Linked DNA regions of Sus scrofa: region 2 is linked to region 1. Evidence: chromatin contacts called from public Hi-C data. All regions are on one chromosome and are shown on one strand. Each heading gives the region's core, a stretch centred on a gene start, on an enhancer-like site or on the middle of the called end of the contact. The rest is flanking DNA. Distances are from core to core; before and after follow the strand shown. Region 1 overlaps RAD51B (DNA repair protein RAD51 homolog 2). Region 2 overlaps RAD51B (DNA repair protein RAD51 homolog 2).

What was found. A called contact is a pair of places that touch in the nucleus more often than the background predicts.
Region 2: a contact with region 1 is called in a Hi-C map of omental adipose tissue, with 1.5 times the contacts expected there. The contact joins two enhancer-like sites. A contact is called at or near these places in 3 of 47 Hi-C or Micro-C datasets (adipocytes, fibroblasts and omental adipose tissue) and 1 of 2 datasets of contacts at active chromatin or transcription factors (alveolar macrophages).

The regions. Positions count from the first base shown.
Region 1 is chr7:91,678,988-91,682,448 of Sscrofa11.1, forward strand. The region is part of intron 8 of RAD51B (DNA repair protein RAD51 homolog 2); the gene reads left to right. Among named protein-coding and RNA genes, the nearest start is that of RAD51B, 88 kb to the left of the region's middle. Within about 2 kb of position 2,179, at least 12 of the 83 cell types and tissues checked have an H3K27ac peak or open chromatin away from gene starts, as enhancers often do. A contact at or near this core is called in omental adipose tissue, where this site is marked.
Region 2 is chr7:92,113,662-92,116,722 of Sscrofa11.1, forward strand. The region is part of intron 9 of RAD51B (DNA repair protein RAD51 homolog 2); the gene reads left to right. All of the region lies in intron 1 of LOC106507734 (a long non-coding RNA gene), which reads right to left. Among named protein-coding and RNA genes, the nearest start is that of ZFP36L1, 380 kb to the right of the region's middle. Within about 2 kb of position 1,425, at least 13 of the 83 cell types and tissues checked have an H3K27ac peak or open chromatin away from gene starts, as enhancers often do. A contact at or near this core is called in omental adipose tissue, where this site is marked.

The DNA of each region.
Region 1 (3,461 bases), core at 929-3,428:
ATGTCAGGAGAACATAATCTAAGAGCAGATGGATAAAATACATCTTAAAGCTCCATGGTTCTAAATTCTGGGCCCAAGACTGGTTATGTCAAATTTGACGAAGCTTTCAAATTTCAGCTCAAACATGTTGAATCAGAATCTCTGGATTAGGGCCCAGGTATTTTAATGAGTTCTTTGGATAAAAATCACATCTCCTAAAAATTAGGTGTATTTTTTAAAAAAAGCCTAAAGATAGAATGATGTTAGAATGTATGGAAATAAAGCATAATGTAGAGTTTCTCCTATGAAGTTCTGATGACAAAAGTTGAATTAATCATTATTTGAACCCACTGGTAATAACAGAAAGTTTGGTATCATGGTTAAGAGATAGATTCTGGACCCAAAATCCAGAGATAGATTCTGGATTCAAATCATAGTTTGGTTACTTACCAGCTGTGTTACTTTGGGCAAAGGTTTTTTTGTTTGTTTTTGCTTTTTAGGGCTGCACCCGCTGTATATGGAAGTTCCCAGGGTAAGGGTAGAACCGGAGCTGCTGCTGCCAAGCCATAGCAACGCAGGGTCCGAGCTGTGTCTGTGACCTACACCACAGCTCATGCCAAGGCCAGATCCTCAACCCACTGAGTGAGGCCAGGGATCGAACCCACATCCTCATGGTTACTATTCGGGTTCGTAACTCGCTGAACCACAACGGGAACTCCGTGGGCAAAGTTTTAATAATTCCTCTGTGCCTCAATTTCCTTAACTATAAAATGGAGATAGGGGTTCCTGTTGTGGTTCAGTGGTTAACGCATCCAACTAGGAACCATGAGGTTGCGGGTTTGAACCCTGGCCTCACTCAGTGGGTTAAGGATACGGCGTTGCTGTGAGCTGTGGTGTAGGTCGCAGACGCAGCTTGGACGAAGGCGCGGCTATAGCTCCGATTCAACCCCTAGCCTGGGAACCTCCATATGTCGCAGGTGCAGCCCTAGAAAAGACAAAAAAAATTAAAAATAATAAAAATAAAAATAAAAAATAAAATGGAGATAATACTAATGACAGATGTTTCAAAGGATTGTTGTGAAGATTATATGAGATATTGAGTAAAAAGCACTTGAAACACTCTTTGGCACACAGCATCCCTCAGTCAAACTTTGCCACTGTTATTACTTGTCCCACTAATATATAAAAGTAAGCATTTTGGTCCCTGCCGTGATATTCTTCTGAGTTCAGGCCTATTTAAGAAGAAAGTGAAAAGCAGGAAAAATGATCAGATACGAGAATGTGTATGTGTGTGTGGGTAGGTATTTATGTCTAAACATATTGTATACAAGTATATAATGGGGAAAAAAGCATATCCTCTTTAATTCTCTTAAATTTCTTTGGAATAGGATTTTAAAGTAACATTCTAAATTTACTACATTTTGCCTTTCTGCTGCACTCTGATAAAATAAACAAAAGTGATGTGAGCCTAACAGACACAGTAGATGGCGCTTTAGGCTTAGTTTTTAAAAAAACTGACACCAGAAGGAAAAAGAAAACTAAAGCACATTTTAATGGGCTTTAAAAAATTTTTCCCCACCAGGACAATTTCAACTTAGACTACGTGCCTCTAAAAAGTAAGGATTTTTTTTGGACAAAGATGGATAATAATTTTAGCAAAAATAAATCTCCAGTTGTTTTGTTTGTGCCGGGTTTGTCACTTGGAAAATGTTAGTTGTGTTTTAAGCTACAAATATATAGAGAAGTTGTTTTCTTTTAAAACAGTGTCTTATTTATGTGATTTCCCCCCCTCTTTGTCTCTATATTTACTACTTCTTTTTTTAGGTTTTTTTTTTTTTTTGGCTTTTTATCATTATTTATTTATTTTATGAAAATGTGCTCATAGAATTAATTTGAATCACATCCATCTATAATGCAGTCCTATTTAAAAATTCAACTGTATTTATTCAACTAGACCTCAAAATGTAGGTCTTCCTTAAAGGATACTTACAGTACTTTTGTTACTACTATACTGTGCTTTAAGTACTTGATCTTATTTAACTTTAGCAATAACGCTATGAGGATTGTTATTCTCTTTTTTTTAGATAAATAAACTGTCTCAGAGATGTTTAGTAACTTGCTAAGCTCACGTACTTAATGGTTGAATTAGTAGCTGCTTTAAGAGTTTCATCAGTGCACTGCAGTGGTCTTATTTGAGCAAGTACTATGTCAGGTATGCTAAGCACTGGGCATAGTGATCTGAGCGGCTCAGGGCCCTGCCCTTAGGGACCTTACAGATTGCTAGTATTTTGTAGCATCTCTTTGAAATCCACAAAATTGGGAACAGCTCATGGAGATGCAAAGGTGTATTTCAAAGTCATTGTGATTGTTGGATCAGAGAGTCATTTTGCCAAAGAGAAAGAATGCTGGCTAGCTCGAATATATTGCCACATTAAAATATTTATTTAGGTATCTCATTCTAGCCAAGGGAAGAGCAAGATCTCCCTTCTCTCTCCACCTCTTGACAGTTAAGGCATAAAGTCAACAATAAAAAACAACATAAGCTGAACTGTCTTCCAGATAAGAATCAGGAAGTGTAAGGAAAATATGAGTGTATTAGAATGTCAGATTTTTCTGTTGGTTAAATAGAATTAAAATATCTATAGCAAGAAAGTGTCAGTGGGAGTCTGAGAGAATAATGTAGTTTGTGTACAGTAAGGCCATGGTAACTTCTAGATGGTTTCACTTGTGCCATTTGGTGAGACCTTGTGTGGTACAACTAGGCTAGTGATCCCTGAAATTGCCAAGTGCCCCTTTCATTTGGCGACATTTAATATTTTTCTTTGAAGTGTTTTTTTTTCAAAAGGCTTCACTCTATTATTTTCACATATGATCCCAAGCACCTAAAGGTGTGTATTTGCTGAGGGAACGTTGACCAAGAGTTTTTTTGTTTGTTTGTTTTTTTCTTTTGGGGCTTTACCCATGGCATATGGAGGTTCCCAGGCTAGGGGTAGAATTGGAGCTGTAGCTACCAGCCTATGCCACAGCCACAACAATGTAGGATCCAAGCCTCATCTGCGATCCACACCACAGCTCATGGCAACTTGGTATCCTTAACCCACTGAGTGAGGCCAGGGATTGAACCCACGTCCTCATGGATACTAGTCAGTTTCACTAACTGCTGAGCCATGACGGGAACTCTTCGACCAGGAGTTTTAAATTAAGGTGTATAACTGGGCTTCAGTAAATCTTTAGAACTCCTGAAATTATATAAAATTTTATGTGTATGTACTTAGAAACATTACTTTGGGAAGAAACTCCATAGTCTTCACAAGATACTTAAAGAGTTCTACAACTTAAAAAGTTAAGGATTTTTGTAATTAGGACTTTACCCAAAAGAGTCTGCTGGATTTACTCCAGTTCGGGGTCATGAAAGGAGAGGTATCTTCCCAAAGAGCATTTGGAGAAGGAGGGACTCTTTTGTTCCTTTTAGGGATTTCAGT
Region 2 (3,061 bases), core at 175-2,674, 430 kb after region 1:
CAACGTTCCTACTGAGACAGCTGATGGCCACATTTTGAGCAATTCACTGACTTACGGTGAGCTGGTAGGATGCATGTTGTGGATGAAAACCCGTTTCACAGAAGCATCTTCCTGGCTTCGGTGGAATGAAGCCTACATTTACAAGAAAATGCCTCAGCTTCCCTTCAATGTTTGGGGTTTTGTTTTCTTTGTTTTGGTAGCATTTCCTTAAGGATAGTATGTGTTCTCTCCAGTGAGTGCATTTATTTTTAATTAAAGAATTCTTTTCAAAGGGTCAGGAGACCTAGCTTAGGTCCTTGCTCAGGATTTCTTTGCCATAAATGGAAGGTGGCAGGAGGAGAGCTGTGTTATTGGAGAAGAGAATCAGGGGCGTGGCATCCTGGGCAGCGCTAAAAGCTGTTTCTCTTCAGACACCCTTGTTCTGTCCTTCTCAAACCCATGTTTTCCTCGCTGTCTGAGAACCTTGATCATCCCTGTAAACATGGTGAAGAAATCCTATGCCGTATCCCCTAGAGAATTCTGGTTGATACATGCGTTTAAGAAGGACCCGTTTTTCTTTGTAGAGTCAGCATCTTCATCCCAGTTCAGGAAAATGTCCTATGCGCCGTCTCTGTCAGGGGACCTTACCATCTTGGTTTGCCCAGCACAGTCCCGATGTATCGCTGTTATCCCAATACACTTGCTAAAATGTCCCCATGTCATTTTCAGAAGTGTCCTGGTTGGATGATAACCACTCTATGACTATGGGAAACATAAAGTATTTTCTCCCCACAGGAAAACCAGGGGAGCTGCTTGAGTGGCTTCTGCTGACGCATACCAGTCTTTATCCTAGTGATTAACTAACTTTGTTTCCACCTTCTGCCTGGAGGATTAAGCCATCCCTCACCCTTGCATTCCAGAGGTTCTGATCACCCCACTCTTCTTGTCTTCTTCACATTTCTTACCTTCCTCAGCAATGAGTTTTATTGAAACGTGGACCAGCCTAGGTGTGTTACGCAAGATTCAGCACTGCATTCCCATCTTTCACCTCTAACCAAGAGACCCTGGGAATGAAATCTCCTGCTTTCCCAAAGTGAAGCAGCCTTATTCTTCACGCAGGCCGAATGCCTTCCTCCGTGGACAGATGCTGTTGAGGCAGTTATTGTGTGGTTTCACGCTTCAGATCCTTTATTTGTAAATCTGAAAGAAGACTAATAGCTTTAAAGTATTTTGAGACTCTCAAAGCTCAGAAGATTATAAATAACAAAAGATATTTTTTTTTTCTCAGCTAAAATGGCAGCACAGATACTGTGGTTACTTACTTAATAGATAGCGTGTGGTCCCTGGGCCATGCGCAGCTGATGGTTTTTTTCCAGTGCTCTATTTATAGAGCTAGGTCAGAAATATGACTTCCGTTGGAACTTGACCTACAGACCATTGTCAATTTTAAAGACCTGAGGAAGTAGAGTATATGCTACATACAGCTGGTTCACAGGTTCAGTTGATGAACCACAAGCACCCAAGGAAGTTGATTTTGCTGGAGGATAGGCATCTGAGCCTGTTTCAGTCTCATACATGATACCTTTTCCCTGTGGTCTCACGGAGCTTGTAGGTCATCTTGAATCTTTGTTCGACACATACGCTGTCCTAGGCAGTCTTCCTCCCTTTAATCCCACCTCCACCCTCTTCAGCGTTGGTCCCTGAAATTCTGGCTTTCTGCATCAAATAGAAAAAGAGCTGATGACCCACTAGCAGAAGTAACTTAGGCCACTCTGGGAAACTTGGAAAAAAGCAGATCTAAGTATTTCCCCACTTCATCTTCCTATTGGGGCTAAAAAAGTTCTCAGTCACTTCCTCAGTTCAGATGAATGACCCAACAAAACAACATATGCCGAAGCTCAGCAACTTCCATGGGCCTGGTTTCAAACAGGAGAAACTGAATTTAATGAATGATAATCCCCTTCTAATCCCTACCCTCTCACTCAGACTCCCATCTTTAAGCTTTGTTGTTATGAAGTTGTGTTTGCTGGGGCTTGGCCCCTGGCCAACACATGTTTACCCATCAGAAGGTTTTCGTAGGTAGGAGAGGCCAAGAAAATCCCGAGTCTGGAGAGAAATCTGCTCTTAGGAAAAGGACCAGACGTCTGCACTCACTTTAGGCTTAAATGGGTGCTGGGTAGGGTACAGATATTCAAAGACAGCACATGGAGTATTCTCACACTTCTGGAAAAAGGGAGGGGCAGAACGAGGAACTAATTTCTTGCATTAAAATACCATAAAAGCAAAGTTTTTAGTATAGGCAGGAACTCTGAGATCTTTTTGAACAACCCCTTCTTATCATGGATGAGGAAACTGAGGCTCAGAGAAGCAAGGTGACGGGTCCTTACCAAGGCCTGCCCTGCCATTCTTTGTTACATCATCCTCTTCTCCCACCTGGTCTCATTAAAATCCCACAGCGAAGTCAGAAACAGAACTCCAGGGTCCTGTCTGCTAGCCAGCAGCCGACCATATGCTATCATGCATTATATAGAACAGGCTTCAGGAAGTGAGGACCAGAGATAAGAAAGAGAATGTCAGATCCAATGCTAACATACCATCCCTTTCCCCAAACTTATTTCGGTACCGAAAACATTTGCCAGTATTTTAATTCTTTTTTTTTTCCTTTTTAAAATTTCTTCTCGAGTTTCAATAAGTTGTCTTTCATCTAAAAGGGCAGGAAGGAAAAAAAAAAAAAAAAAAAGGATTTTCCATCGTGGCTTCGTGGTAAGGAACCCGGCTAGCATCCATGAGGACGCGGGCTTCAATTCCCTGGCCTCGCTCCGTGGGTTAAGGATCCAGCATTGCCGTGAGCCGTGGTGTAGGTCGCAGCCACAGCTCGGATCTCAAGTTGCTGTGGCTGTGGTGTAGGCCGGCAACTACAGCTCCAATTCGACCCCTAGCCTGAGAACCTCCGTATGCCATGGGTGTGGCCCTAAAAAGACAAAAAATAAATACATAAAAGAGCAGGAGGGACCAAATGTCCAGAATATCCAGCCCTCTTAGGCCACGAACTTCTGTCTCTTCCTATTCTGGGAGTCACTGC